5 separate regions of the Mus musculus genome follow, and all the other regions are linked to region 4. The links are chromatin contacts, called in public HiChIP or PLAC-seq, Micro-C and promoter capture Hi-C maps. All regions are on one chromosome and are shown on one strand. Each heading gives the region's core, a stretch centred on a gene start, on an enhancer-like site or on the middle of the called end of the contact. The rest is flanking DNA. Distances are from core to core; before and after follow the strand shown.

Region 1 (2,700 bases), core at 104-2,603, 250 kb after region 4:
CCTGGAGGAGTCTGAAGGTTCCAGAGCAGGTATGTGACATATGTATTCACTGTAGGCCAGCAGGCAAGAGAGCTAGGTACACTACTGTTGGAGGGGCATACAGAGGAGGGGGGTGGAGCAAGGTAGGGAGATGGGAAAGAGGAGGGTAGGCATGGGAGCCCTGTACTGTTGGGGTTGGGGGGTCGGTACGGAAGGTCAAAGGGACAGTCAACCTCAGAGCCACCATGTCTGGGAACAGAGAGGTATGTGCTATAGGGACAGGGACAGCACTTTCTTGCCTTCAACTTCAGGATTGTCTCCATCTTGGGGCTTGGAGTCAACGGCAGAGTCTCTGGGACAAGGCATGGTTGGGATCTGGCTTTTGGTGTTGGACAGGGTTTCTTTCTTCTTGGGAACCCGTTGTCTCTCCTTCCATCACCTGCTGCTTAGATGCCCCCTCCCTCTCGCACCTCCCCCCCAGCCTCCCCCCCGCCCCCCCGCGTGCCACCAAAGCACTCTAGGAACCAAAGTACTCGAGCACCTTCTCCTTAGTGGCATCCCTCAGGACCATCCCTAGCACCCTACAGCTTGTCTCCAAGCACCTCTCCTCTCTGGCCAGTAGCTCGCTGCCCACAGAGCTGGGGTAGGGAACTGCTTTCATGCTGACAGTTTACCGAGAAGGCAGGGGCAGAGAATCTGCACGCTTAAAAAGGACAAAGATGGACCTTGGTCCCTAGCTGGCCCTGCGAAGGTCTGGATACCAGGTTCTTCTCACTAAAAAGGTGACACGGGGCCTGGGCGTCACAGGATGATTCTTGGACTTGCGGTGCAGGAGGAGGGCGGAAGGCTGATGGGGAGTGGGTTCTTTCCTCTCAGGGTTGGGCTAAGGAAGGAGACTTGTTATTTCTAAAATGCAAACAGTCACGCCAAGGAGGGGTGAAGTGATGGAGTTAGCCAGTGCCCAACAGGGCGCCCTCCTCGCGCGCACAGTCCCTGAATGCGCACCCGCAGTCTTCACGCTGCCGGCAGGGTTAGGGCTGGAGACCAGGGTTAGGGGCTCATTTCCAAAAGGCGCCGAGATGACTGGAATGACCACGGAGTCCCCAGCCCCTCCCGGCATGTCGGGAGCCTCAGGAGGACAAGGAAACTTTACCCCCACAAGGGGCAGAGCACGGCCTCCACATACCCTCGGGGCCCGGTCCGCCCCCTCCTCCCGCTCTCTCCCTCCTCCCTTCAGTCCCTCCCCCTCCTCCCCTCTCGCCGGCGGCTGGAGGCTGCAGGTCCGGGCGGGGCCGCGCCGCGGAGCCCACAACCTCGAGCTCCCGCCCCGCCGCCGCACCCCGCGGGACGAGCTGCGGAGCCCGGTTTGGGGACGAGCGGCCGCGACACGGGGCATGAAGTTGGGTGCGCGCGGGTCTCGGAGCGGAGGCGCGGTACTGCCGGGAGCCGCCCTCGTCTAGAGCCCGTTCTGTGAGCCATGGAGATCGGGGGCTCCGGGGCGCCGCCGCCGCTGCTGCTCCTGCCGCTCCTGCTGCTCTTAGGGACCGGCCTCTTGCCTGGTAAGTTTCGAAACGCGAAACGGGCCTTTTTCTCCCGGGTCCTGGCACCTAGGACTCCGGGGCTAGGGGAGAGGAGGCCCGGGGCTGCGGTTCCAAGCCGCGGGTGCGAGCAACGGGATAGCCACAGAGACTCCTCCACCCACTACAGCTTCGATGTCCTGCAGTGCTAGCTGAGCCAGAGAGGAAGGAATCAGCCTCCAAGTGCTGGGAGAGGGGGTTTGAGTAAAGGCGGGGGGGGGGGTGGTCTGACTGCATTTCGGAGCTGGAATCAGAACCTCCAAGTAGGATAGAGGTGGAGTCCACCTAGGAGGGAGGTTCCATCCAGCCAAATCTCGCCTTCAGACCGCCCCCATGTCTGTCCCTGTTTTCAGGGATCTACCCCTACCACCCCCCGGAGTTCCACCCTACCCTTTCTGCTCCCCCAGGCTTCCTCCACCTCTCTTCCTCTGAGCGGACACCTTTCACTCTAACCCGTGATGGGGCTTCCTGCAGTTATTTAATCCTGGCCTTCCCACTGAGCAGAGGGGTTATGCCTTACTGGTCGGTTCAAGACACCAGGAAGAATGAGGTTGAGGTGGGGAGGCTGGGGGGGGGGGGACTCTAGGAGTCCTCTCCTAAGGAGTTCCCATGTCTCTCAGGTGAGCAAGAGCCAGTAGACAGCAGAGGCTCCCCTCTTTCTTCCCAACCCCCTCTTTTGATGCAGCAACCCAGCAAATGGAGGTAGGGAGGCCCCCTAGCCACGTAGGGGGCCAATGGAGAGGACACAGATGGGCTGCTGGCTGGTGGAATGAGGGGGCACCCTCTTCATGAAGCAGTGTGGCGCTTATCCATGGAATCTTATATCCGTCTATGAACACAAGGTCCTGGCAGCCCCGAGGCTCTGCGTTCATTGTCAGGCTGTACCCTAGAAGCCCAGGCAGCAGGACCACTCCTGTGGACAGAGGCTCAAGCTCCTGCAGCCATGAGATGTGGTGCACAGTCCTCTTTCATTCACCACCACCACCCATCCTAGCTGCCCCATACACCTTCTGCCACCCAGCCCCACCCCCCAACCCCTGCTGTCCCTTTACATCCTTTGTCTCTGCCGGTCACTGGAGATAGGGCACTTCCATCCAAAGTGATTGTCTGCAGGGGAGCTCTACCCCATTAATTCAGTGTTCAC
Region 2 (2,700 bases), core at 6-2,505, 150 kb after region 4:
CATAACGACTTCAAGGGTGTGTCCCCATTTTCCCCCCAAAAGAGAAGATGAGTAAGTTTGTATCTGTTGGTGTTATGGAACTCTAGAGAACCTTGACCTTTGCCTTCCTTTCAGTGCCTCCTCTTGGAACACATTTCCTTCCTAGGGAACCAGAACCTTTTATCCCTCAGGGCTCTGACTCACCCCATCCCCAGACAAAATTTCTGTGTGTTCTGGCTGTCCTGGGACTCTCTCTGTAGACTTGGCTGGCCTCAATCTCACAGAGGTCTGCCTGCCTCTGCCTCCCAAGTGCTAGGATTAAAGGTTTGCAGCACCACTGCCCGGTTTGGGCTCTGATTGTCCCAGGAGGGTGGATAGAATGAGCTAGGCTCTTCCCAGTTGCCATCTACGATCTGTAATCACTTATTTAGTTATTTTAAAAATACTATTTTGAGATTTGTTTATTTTTACGTTATGTTTAGTGGGTATGTTTTGCCTGCGTGTATGTATGAGTACCACAAGCTTTCAGTGCTCAAGAAGGCCACAAGAGGTCTTTGCATTCTCTGGTATTGGAGTTAAGTTCCTAATGTCATGTGGGTACTGGGAACCAAACCCAGGTCTTTTCAAAGAACAGTCAGTGCTCTTAACTACTGAGCTATCTCTCCAACCTGACTTATAAAACTTACAGTTCTTTTACAGAGACTTGAATGGAAGATGACCCAGAGGTGATGGTAAAGCCAGCCCGTGCAAGGAGTGGGCAGCACTTCCCTCCCCCCACCCCACCCACAAACACCTTGTACCTAAGGCCTCTTCTGACTGGGTGGGCCAGGCTGGTGCCTCCTCCATAACCATGTACAGTTGGCTCAGTAAGCCTGGAGGTGGGCAAGGATTCTGCTCTAGGCACTGCTCTGGTTACCCTTAGAGAGCCTGTACAAATTTCCCTGCACACCCAGAGGAAGTGCTGGGCCTTCCTCATGTCTGGCCCTCTTGATGCTAAGAGCCAAGATCCTTGTGGGCTGAATCTTTAACACCGAACTTGACAATGGCCAGGATCCTTCCAAAGGTGTCCACTTGCCGACTCCAGGTCAACTCTGGTGCTTTGCCCTCTCAGCGGTGACGGCAGGGCTGGACTCCCCCTCAAGGATTACCGGGCTAGGAGAGCAGGAAGGGTTGTCCTGTGAGGCAGTACACCTGGACCAGCTCTCCCTGCCTGCCACTACAATGGCGTCGTAGGGGTTAAGGCGGGCGGGGCGGGGCGGCGGGAGGAGCCCTCGCGGAAGCCGGCCAGGCACCGAGGCGCGCGCGGAGCCGGGTGGCCGCAGCGTCCCCGCGCGCGGCCGGGCCAGGTAGGAACGCAGAGCCGCAGCCGCCTCGCCATGCGGCTGCCGGACCGGAGGCCTGGGCTGGGGCCCGCGCCACCCCCCGCGCGCCGCCCCCGCTGAGCCCGCGCCCGATAGGGCGCCGCAGGCACCATGGTGCAGAAGTCGCGCAACGGTGGCGTGTACCCCGGCACCAGCGGGGAAAAGAAGCTCAAGGTGGGCTTCGTGGGGCTGGACCCCGGCGCGCCCGACTCCACACGCGACGGCGCGCTACTCATCGCGGGCTCCGAGGCCCCCAAGCGCGGCAGCGTTTTGAGCAAGCCGCGGACGGGCGGCGCGGGAGCCGGGAAGCCCCCGAAGCGCAACGCCTTCTACCGCAAGCTGCAGAATTTCCTCTACAACGTGCTAGAGCGGCCCCGCGGCTGGGCGTTCATCTACCACGCCTACGTGTAAGTGGCCCGCGATGTGGTGAGCGGTGGGCCTGGCGAAACCCTGGCCGGGCCGCGGGTTGATAGCAGGCGCAGCTGCGGTGGACTGAGGGGCCCTGGTGTGCGTGTCCGCGCGCGCGCCTGGTTCGCGTCGTGGGCGTGGGGTTTGGGTCGTGGCATTGCAGTCTCGGGTTAAAGCAAAGGATAGGGATTGGAGAGTGACTTTGGAGATCATTCTGTAGTCAGGGACTGTTTTATTTGGGGAGGGGGAGGGTTACGGCCGCCAGGCTGGGTTGTACCAGCCCTTCCCCCGCAGGACGGGATGTACTGGCGCCCCAGCCCCCCTCAGCCCGAGAGGCCCCTCCCCACGGCCCGCAGCGCGGAACAAAGGGCCGCCTAGGAGGGAGGGCGGCTCAGCTCTAGGTCTGAACTCATTCGCCCCTCTGCATCCCCGTGGGTTCTCTCCGACATCCAAGTAGGGGCAATGCAGAAGATTGGCCTCATCTCAGTCATCCTCCTAACCTCTTGCTACCTCTCTGAGCTTCCGGGTTGCAGAAATGGGGAGGGGACATAACATCCCATCACCTCAGCCCTGGCTGAGGGCAGTTGCCTGTACTCATCTCCGGAGGCCCACTCTCCTGTTCTCTACACTCTAAGTAGTCCCTTTGTACCTGCTGATGATCTCGCTACACATTCTGGGCTTTAGATCCTTGAGAGACTATTATCCCCCAGTACTGCCAGCTTTGGGCCTGGAAGGGGCTGCTCCTGTCCCCAAGTCTGGGACTCCTTCTGGGGCAGAGCCAGAAAGAGTCGAACCTGTTTCACGCATACATGAGTGTGTGTGTGTGTGTGTGTGTGTGTGTGTGTTTATGTTAGTATGCATAACCTCCCAATGCAAGGACGCTGGCTCTCCTATTCCAGTAGAACCAGGGACAGAGGAGGAGCACTAAGACTCGGCCATTTTGTATGAGAAG
Region 3 (2,700 bases), core at 41-2,540, 180 kb before region 4:
CCCTCCCCAAAGCCTGGTGAAGACCCCAGGTACCTCTGTGTCCCTGGGACAGCCAAGGCCTGTCAAGTTCAGGGAAAGACTGACTACTAGGGCTTCTGAGTGTGGTTGGTTAAGGCAAATATCCCTTTATAGAAGTGAAATGTCACAGACTACTGGGTAAAGGTAGAGAGGGTGTTTGGGAAGAAAGAAGGGAAAAGAAGACCATAGCAGTGACCTAGAGAAATGGCAAGTTGTGTGGAAAATCTACCTTAAGAGACAGTTCAATACAGTACAAGTGTGCCCAGCTGAGATGGAAGAACAGGGTTTTGCTTAGACTGTGGAAGGTTGGTGGACACCTGAGGGTAGGGTGGAAGCAGGTGAGTTCCTAACTTCTGCCAGAACCTTCCCAGGGCTGGTGGTTGGGGAAAGCTGCTTAAGAAACTTTCAGAGGAAGGGACTATGACAGGGTCCAGCTTCACACCACAGTCTAGTGAAGTTTGCCTTCACCCAAAGTACCTACTTGTTTCTGACTGCTTCACTGTGGCTGCTTCCTGCCCTGCGCTAGGTCTAGCCCAAAGGTCTGACTGATCTACCCTCTGCTTCTGCTCTGTTCTTTCCCTGTTTCTTCTCTTTGGTCTGCTGAGGCCTGACCCCTAACCTATTCTCTTGGTCTTGAACTCAGTACCTCTCCTTCCCCCAGCCCACGCTTAGCCAGGCACACAGCAGGTGTGGCTTCACTCCTTCCAGTGTGGTTGGAGATGCAAGGAACTCTGGAATGCTAAGCTCTGGCTCTGTAGCTGGTAGGTGGGAGGCAAGGCTTAGAGAGCAAGGGGCTGCCAGTTGGCTATAGCACTTTGGAAGAACGGTTGGGGGTGAGGGAGCACTTGGAATAGAGAAGGGGCGACAGTTGGCAATAGCAGCTGGAGTGGCAGTTGGGGCTTGGCAGGGGCACAAGCCTGGAGGACAGTTGGGGTGGGGCAGCCAGGGTTGGCTTGTAGCCCCTGGCCCTGGAGCAGCTCTGGAGGACAGTCTTGCAGGAGGGCAGGTCCAGATGGCTCTAGACCTGGCCAAGCGATGCCCAGGAAGCCCCTCCTATGGCCATGGATCGGTCTTTGCTGCAGACTCAGGCAGGCTTCAGCTCCACTGTGGGATCAGAATGATGTGTGGTGGGAGGTTCCCCAGCAGCCCCGATATCCTCAGCCTACAGCAGTAGCCTTTCTTCCCTTCAGCTCTTGGCCTCTCTAGATAGGGACTTCCAGCAGAGTCCTGGAGAGGGCTGGGACAGGTTCTGGGTGGTTTCTGGGAGAGGGCAGGACTCCCCGGGCTGTTGCCATGGGGACGACTGAGCAACACCACTGGCTGAAGGATAAACAGACAGCCTCTCTGACCAGTGACTGAGACAAAGACAGCCACAGAAAAGCCAGCTGGGGGTGGATGAGGAAATGCTGTCTTGGGAGAAGGTGCCTAGCAATGACAGGGTAGGTGGGTGCCCCCTCTATTAGATAGATATGTAAAGATATTTGCTGTTCTGGAATTTTCTTTTCCAAAGCTCCTCCCAAGCTACTCCTTACAAAGCAGACCTTGAGGCTAAATGCAAGTAAGTCCCTGATTTCTCTATTGTTTCACAGTTATTAGCCTGAGGTTGGACCCCTTCCTTCTCCTTTACCCCTTGAAAGCCACAGGGTGTGTTGTTGGAGGGCAGGTTGCCATGAAAGCAAGTGGCATGGAGGTCCCTAAGGTTTGCAGAGGACAGTGGGCTTGGCCAGCCACATGGCACTCTTAGTGGCTATCACGGTGGTGTCCCAGGGACCTAGGATAGAAGGGAGCATATTCTGAGGAGCCTTCTAATCTGAAAGCACATTCATAGCCTGATCAACTTCTGCACCCTTTTTCCTGGCCCCTAGCATCTCTGGCCTGTTGCTAATTCCCTTAGGATCTCCTCATACAGGTAACTGGGGGGGGGGGGTGACTTTTTTGTTGTTGTTACTATTTTTCAAGATAGGGTTTTACTAGATGACCCTGGCTGGTCTGGATCTCCTTCTGTAGACCAGGTTGCCTTTAAATTCCGAGATCCACCTGCTTCTGCTTCCCAAGTGCTGGGATTAAGAATATATGCTACCCCACCCGGCTTGACTTTCTTTAGAAAAACTGTGTATGTGCATGCATATGTACAGCTGGCTGCCCACTTAGGCTAGATGAGGGGGTTAGGTCCTCTGAAGCTAGAGTTACAGGCAGTTGTAAGCTACCCATCGTGGATGTTGAGAACCAAACTTAGGTCCTCTGCAAGAGCAGCAAGCGAACTATCTTTTGTTGTTGTTGTTGTTGGTTTTTGAGACAAGGTTTCTTTGCATAGCCTTGGCTGTCCTGGAACTAGCTCTAGACCAGGCTGGCCTCAAACTCATGGAGATCTACTTACCTCTGTCTTCTGAGTGCTGGAATTAAAGGTGTGAACACTTTTATAAAACACTAAACTGTCTCTCCAGCCCATGGGGGGTGACTATGGAATGACTCCAATGGATGGCATGGACCCTTGGTGGCTGCAGGGCCCTGACCACCTGTCTCTTCACATGTCTTGTCTACTACTCACTGTTGATAGCAAGGATCATGCCCATCTTCATGGCACCTTGACCAACCCCTGCAGTAGATGCTGAATGTCATGGTCAGAGTACAGCTGAAACCAATCTATCTGTCTATCCTTGAGAGCCATCTCTAGGGCAGGTC
Region 4 (2,700 bases), core at 66-2,565:
ATAACCAAAACAAACAGCAATGACAAAGACTTCCTCATCTCCTTCAGAGTGAAAGTGCAAGTCTCTTATTTACAGTGTTAATTACGTGAAAATGTTGCTTGTTAGTTTCCCATTCTAGCTGCCACCCTGTTAACAGTGAACTCTTGTTCCCGTCCAAGCAGACATCCATTTCTACTCTAAGGATTCTAAGATGGGCAGAGCAGGGATCCTGAAGCCCTTAATTCTAGTGATCACATTCTGAGAGCTGGCTTGGCACTTAGAATTGGCTGTCTTCAGCTGCTTGAAAGCAAGGGGTGGTGGGGAAGGTAAGGGTTTTACTGCCAAGACTACAATGTCTAACAGGGTGCCCAGGCTCCACCAGGGCCAAGATAAACAAGTCTCATTTTGACAGGACCTGATGTTACCTTTGAACCACACAAGAACTGCTTGTCTTTGGCTTTCAACTGTAAGGAACTTAATAAATGTTGGTTACCTTAAATACGCGACCTTCCCTACAAGTTAGAAAAATAAAAGAAATTCTTCGGGCACCCAAGGCCCTCCATGAGACTTTTATGGCTCCAAGATACTTAAGACACTTAACTTTTTGTCTTATTTATTTATTTATTTTCAGAGCTGAGGTCCAAACCCAGGGCCTTGTGCTTGCCAGGCAAGCGCTCTACCACTGAGCTAAATCCCCAACCCCGACACTTAACTTTTAAATTTCATTTAAAACTTTAAATAATGGGCCGGGCATGGTGATACACACTTTAATCTCAGAACTCGGGGCTCTTTGAGTTCCAAGTCAGTCTGATCTACATAGCGAGTCCGTTTAAAAAAAAAAAAGTTTAAATCATGTTGGACTACCCGCTGCAATGTCAGTTGGTCAACTTCGTGAAAACACCGCTCCGCACTGAGTAGTTTGAAAAAGCAAATTCGCAATGCCTTCAATTTTAAAAAAAAGAAACACGATTCTGTCAGAAATGGTTAAGAACGTCCGCACATGAGTTTTAGGACAGTGTCACTGCAAGGCCGAGGCTGGGTTGCAAAGCACACACCTGGGATACTCGGTTCCCTAGTGGAGCCCAAACGCCAGGACTACAAACCTCGGCCTGAACCACAGAACACCTAATTGGGCAGGCACGCAGACCACACGCGCAGGCGCACAAGAGTCCTACGGGGGCAGTATCTCACCACACTGTTCGCTTCCGCGCTGGGCGCCAAATAAGTCTCCAGGCCCGCCCGGCCCGTGCGTGCGCGGCCTCGGTGTTGCGTCACTAGGAAGCGCGCGCCCGAGCCGCCGCCGCCGCCGCCGCCGCCGCCGAATCCCCAACAAGGAGCGAAGGCTGCGGCCGCCACCGCCACCACCCGCCGCCGCACCCGTCACAGCCGGGCGCCGGAGCAGGCCCGTGTGGGCCCAGGTAAGCGGCATCGGCGCGCCCGCGCACCCCCGCGGCGAGGCTTCTCGCGCCGCTCACGCGCCGCCGTCCAGTCAGGGGTCCCTGCGGAGCGTCAGGACGTTACGGCGGGGGGAGGGGAGGCCGGGGGAGGGGCGGCGGGCGCGCGAGGGCGGCGGCGGCGTCAGGCGCGGCGGCGTCAGGCTGGCGGGCGGGCGCGGGCGCCTGGCGGGAGGGCTCGCGAAGGCGGCTCGCTTCCGGCCTCCATCTTGGCCTCGCCAGAGGCAGGGTCGGGTCGTCCGTGAAAGCCGAGGCGGAAGGGGCTGGAGGAGTGGGGAGCGGTTAGGCGGGAGTGGTGGTGTTTGGGACCCATCGGTGGGCACCAGATGGGTCGGGTTCCTGAGGGCGGGTGGAAAGATTGGGAACGACTCATGGGTGGGACCCGTATTGCTGAACCCCTGGCTTGGAACTGAATCTAGAGGCCAGGATCATCAGGATAGGTACTTGATATCAGTGGAACCATGTCAGGGTGGACCTGTCAGATGGGAACCACGTTGATGGGGACCCATTTGTAGAACTGTGTGGTTGGAGGGAATTATTTTGAGTGGATAATCTTATTGCTGGGAACCGAATCGGTTGGCCCAGTTTTAGTCACGATTGGTGACATTTTTAGGTATTTAGTTGGTTACTTCACTGCTGAGCCAATGTTCTCTGTCTTGAAAACATTTCAAACCCAACAGTTTCAAATTATCATTCTTAATAAGTTAAAATTAAATCGATAATATGACTACCTGTCTAGTTTGTTTCTTCATAGGAAATATGGAAAGCTTTCTGGGAAGACATCCTGGAGTACACATACATACATACCATTTGGATATAAAATGGAGAGTGCCAAGAACAAACATGTCAGTGTATGTGCGTATGTGACTGAGAAAAACAAACCTAGGCCATAGATTAACCCACTTTGTGACCTACCTGAAAAGATATTTAGGTGTCCCTTCTGTGCCAGGAGACCAACTCATGGAATGGGCCTGCCTTATGGTAAGGTTTACTAGTCCCTACATTTCATCTTCCCTCCTCCCTGCCTTCCTAGACAGTCTTAGTATCTAGACTGAGGCCATAATCCGAGCATGTGGGAAACAGATGCAGATGTTGTTGAAGGTCAGCCTGGTCTACAGAATGAGTTCCAAGACATACAGAATGACAAAAGGAGAGAGGGGAAAAAATATTTAAGACTGACCTGGAACTAACCTAGGACTTTATTTATTTATTTATTTAGAGACAGGGTTTCTCTGTATAGCCCTGGCTGTCCTGGAACTCACTTTGT
Region 5 (2,700 bases), core at 116-2,615, 130 kb after region 4:
AGGGGTCAGTCCTCTAGATGGGTAAGCTCCTGGCCTTGGGCCTTGCTGGCTCACTGCTGCCCAGATAGACAGAGGAGGCGACTCCAAAGCTAAGGACTAATAGCTATTCACAAAGATGCTGGGTTTTGGACCTCATTATTGAGCCCACTCTACCTCCTGATTTCGAAACCAGGCCCAGTCATCTCCATGCAAGAAGGAAGGCATTCAGGGAGAGATGAGTTGGACAAGTGGGTGGAGTAAATGCTAATGTCTTGCCAGGCGTTTATTTTTAATTCCTGGCTCCCAGTTGACGGTCTCAGCAGTCTTCAAAAGTGCCAAGTCATCTGAGAGCCCTGCCTAGCCTCTGGCTGCCCTCTGCTAGACAGACCCTCATTAGGCTTCACCTTACTCTCTCTTCATACTTGATAGCTGCCCTAATTGGGCACCCATCTCCAGGGTCCCCTAACAGGCGCTCTCAGTAGGAGGTGCTGGGCCCTGACCTGGGCCTTCTATGTCTAGATCTACTCTACACCAGGGTAGAAGGAATAGGCACAGGCCTGCTGTCAGTCAGCATAAATACTCAAGGAACCTTTGCTTCCTACTTGCAACCACAAAGACTGGTTGGGTTAGGACAGGTGGCAGTATTGGAAAACGGGAATGTCTGGGTCAAATGACAAGATAGGCACCTCTGAAGAAGCCCCTGGTGATACACGGTGGCCACAACCCCCTTAAGGTCTATTTGGGATATCCTAATCTTTCTAGAAATCTCAAGGGCTCCCTGCTTCCTACCAATGGAGCCTGAAGGAGAGTGGGGATCTGAACCCTGTTTGGATGTTCTTGGTGACCTTAGCTAAGACCATCTGAGAACGGGCTTTGTAAATTCCCTACACCTAAGGGAATAGGTAGACAAAAACCTCTTTCCAGGGCTTCATAAGAAGGTTGGGCTGCGGGCTGGACTGGCTGATTGCCTCAAGGGCCTGTCATGTAGGGTCCATGTGAGTAAGCACTTGTGCTAGGGGTGGTGGGGATCGTGGAAAACCTCTGGAAACTGAGCTTCATGTTCACCGGGACTCAACCATGAGCAGGGCCAGCAATGGATGCCCACATCAAGGCTTGCAGGGATCTTGACCTGGGCTTGGGCCTCTTCTCTCCTAGTCTACTTGCTGGTTCCCTATTGTGTTCCACCTTCCTGGGGACATCTTTATGTTGGATGTACCTTTTTTTTCCCCCCTGCTCTCCAGCAACCACTGTCTCTGCTACCCCAGTTCTCTCTACTGTTTCTTTCGCTTCTCTCCATCCCTGCCCCTCCTTTCCTGGCTCTGTTTCCCTGCCCCCACCTCTGCGCGCTGCACCGCCCTTTTGCCTGTTTTTCTCTCCTGGTCTGCGTTCTCGCTCACTGGTTCTCTCCCTCGCTCCGGTGCATCATTGCAGCTGCGTCCTCTCGGATCCTCATTACGCCGGCCCGCGTCCGTGGGTGCGCGGCCCCTGCGTCCACGCATCTTTCGCATCCCATCTGCCAGCCGCTCGGCGCCCGCCTCCCCCCTCCGGTACCGCATTGCCGTACTGCAGGGGCGCAGTGCATTGCGCCGGCACCGTCAATAGGTGGACCCCCTCCTGGAGAGATAAAACCGCCGGCGCCGGCGCCACCAGTCCTTCTGACTGAGTCCTCGGCTCTGGGTAAGGACGCACATCCCGGTCTGAGACCCTTGCTTAGGTTTTCAATCAGGGTTCGCTTCTCTGGGAACCCAGCCCGGGGAAGAGGGGAATATGCGGCACCTAGCTGGGCTGCACCCCTGGGCTGGGGGTGGAGGGAGGCTGTCTCTAGACTGGGCATGGTGGGTCCCCGTGGCAGTCGGGTAGTGAGTCCCTTAGGCAATTGTGACAGTGGAGGGGGGCCTTCTCCTGAAACCTGCCATCATGCTGTCACCTTGACCTTGGGGCTTGTCTGGGCTCTGCTGGGCTTGACAGGCTGGTCGGTGAAAGTGCTGGCGCGGTGGTTTGGGGCCCTGGGGATGTCCGTGATTTGTCAGAGTAGGGCGGGGGAGGTGGTGAAATCTGAGGACCCCTATCGCGTCCTATGTGGCTCCCACCCTCGGATGCACCCCCCACCCCAACAGGCCTGAGCTTCTCGGTTGACCTCTGAGATGCGCGGGTACTGAGACACAGGACCTGGACTGGATAGTAGGGGAGAGGGTCAGGGCATCTCTGAGGGCACTTGCTGAGCTGGGCCAGGTGGGATTTTTATTTCTCTGGCTAGAACAGGACATTCACCTCTCGGCCCTCATGGCTGCCCCTTGCCTGTGGGGAGGGCCTGAGCTATTCTGGGCCTATGCCTGGGTACCATCCAGCTGTCTCCTCTGCCAGCCTGTGGGCAGAGGGAGGAAGATGGCGCCCTTGCCCGTGGAGGGGCTGAGGAGTGCTGGCCTTCTCTTCATGGTGGCAGCAGATGGGGGTAGGGCAGTGTCCCTCCCTGGTGTGTGTGTGTGTGTGTGTGTGTGTGTGTGAAGGGGGGGGTGGCATCGAGGACAGGAAGGACAATGCACCCTAGAGCTGGGCACAGTGACTCATCACAGGGCTCCTGGCTGCTCCAGAGCTTCACTCAGTCTGCTGCTCTGTGATGTCCAGACCTGATTAACCCTTCCCTAAGGAATTTGCCTCCAAATCACCTTCCCAAACACTTACACACTAACGGAGCATTTGGGCTAAGGTATAGGGTAGAGA

The links. Promoter capture Hi-C pulls out the DNA fragments that hold promoters and counts their contacts. A called contact is a pair of places that touch in the nucleus more often than the background predicts. HiChIP or PLAC-seq counts read pairs in DNA pulled down with a chosen protein or histone mark.
Region 1: an H3K27ac HiChIP or PLAC-seq map of embryonic stem cells shows a contact between it and region 4, with 5 read pairs. The contact joins the promoter of Chrna4 here to the promoter of Gmeb2 in region 4. A contact is called at or near these places in 1 of 39 promoter capture datasets (liver), 1 of 115 datasets of contacts at active chromatin or transcription factors (embryonic stem cells) and 1 of 9 other capture datasets (liver).
Region 2: a promoter capture Hi-C map of embryonic stem cells shows a contact between it and region 4, with 2.7 times the contacts expected there. The contact joins the promoter of Kcnq2 here to the promoter of Gmeb2 in region 4. A contact is called at or near these places in 6 of 39 promoter capture datasets (the 3T3-L1 cell line, cranial neural crest, embryonic stem cells and 3 more), 2 of 115 datasets of contacts at active chromatin or transcription factors (both in embryonic stem cells) and 1 of 9 other capture datasets (macrophages).
Region 3: a Micro-C map of muscle stem cells shows a contact between it and region 4, with 4 times the contacts expected there. The contact joins the enhancer-like site here to the promoter of Gmeb2 in region 4. A contact is called at or near these places in 5 of 484 Hi-C or Micro-C datasets (embryonic stem cells and muscle stem cells), 3 of 115 datasets of contacts at active chromatin or transcription factors (embryonic stem cells, epiblast stem cells and extraembryonic endoderm stem cells) and 2 of 9 other capture datasets (adipose tissue and pancreatic islet).
Region 5: an H3K27ac HiChIP or PLAC-seq map of epiblast stem cells shows a contact between it and region 4. The contact joins the promoter of Eef1a2 here to the promoter of Gmeb2 in region 4. A contact is called at or near these places in 3 of 39 promoter capture datasets (embryonic stem cells and hippocampal neurons), 1 of 484 Hi-C or Micro-C datasets (cerebral cortex), 6 of 115 datasets of contacts at active chromatin or transcription factors (SST interneurons, embryonic stem cells, epiblast stem cells and 1 more) and 3 of 9 other capture datasets (adipose tissue, liver and pancreatic islet).

The regions. Positions count from the first base shown.
Region 1 is chr2:181,037,830-181,040,529 of GRCm38.p6, reverse strand. Chrna4 (cholinergic receptor, nicotinic, alpha polypeptide 4) reads left to right here and starts at 1,353. Exons shown (of 6, transcript NM_015730.5): 1 at 1,353-1,538. The coding sequence starts at 1,457.
Region 2 is chr2:181,133,844-181,136,543 of GRCm38.p6, reverse strand. It overlaps Kcnq2 (potassium voltage-gated channel, subfamily Q, member 2), which reads left to right and starts at 1,255. Exons shown (of 17, transcript NM_010611.3): 1 at 1,255-1,747. The coding sequence starts at 1,452.
Region 3 is chr2:181,461,796-181,464,495 of GRCm38.p6, reverse strand. It overlaps a transcript of Zbtb46 not described here. Among named protein-coding and RNA genes, the nearest start is that of Abhd16b, 30 kb to the left of the region's middle. Within about 2 kb of position 1,290, at least 59 of the 459 cell types and tissues checked have an H3K27ac peak or open chromatin away from gene starts, as enhancers often do. A contact at or near this core is called in epiblast stem cells and muscle stem cells, where this site is marked.
Region 4 is chr2:181,286,581-181,289,280 of GRCm38.p6, reverse strand. Gmeb2 (glucocorticoid modulatory element binding protein 2) reads left to right here and starts at 1,315. Exons shown (of 10, transcript NM_198169.2): 1 at 1,315-1,397.
Region 5 is chr2:181,155,680-181,158,379 of GRCm38.p6, reverse strand. It overlaps Eef1a2 (eukaryotic translation elongation factor 1 alpha 2), which reads left to right and starts at 1,365. Exons shown (of 8, transcript NM_007906.3): 1 at 1,365-1,656.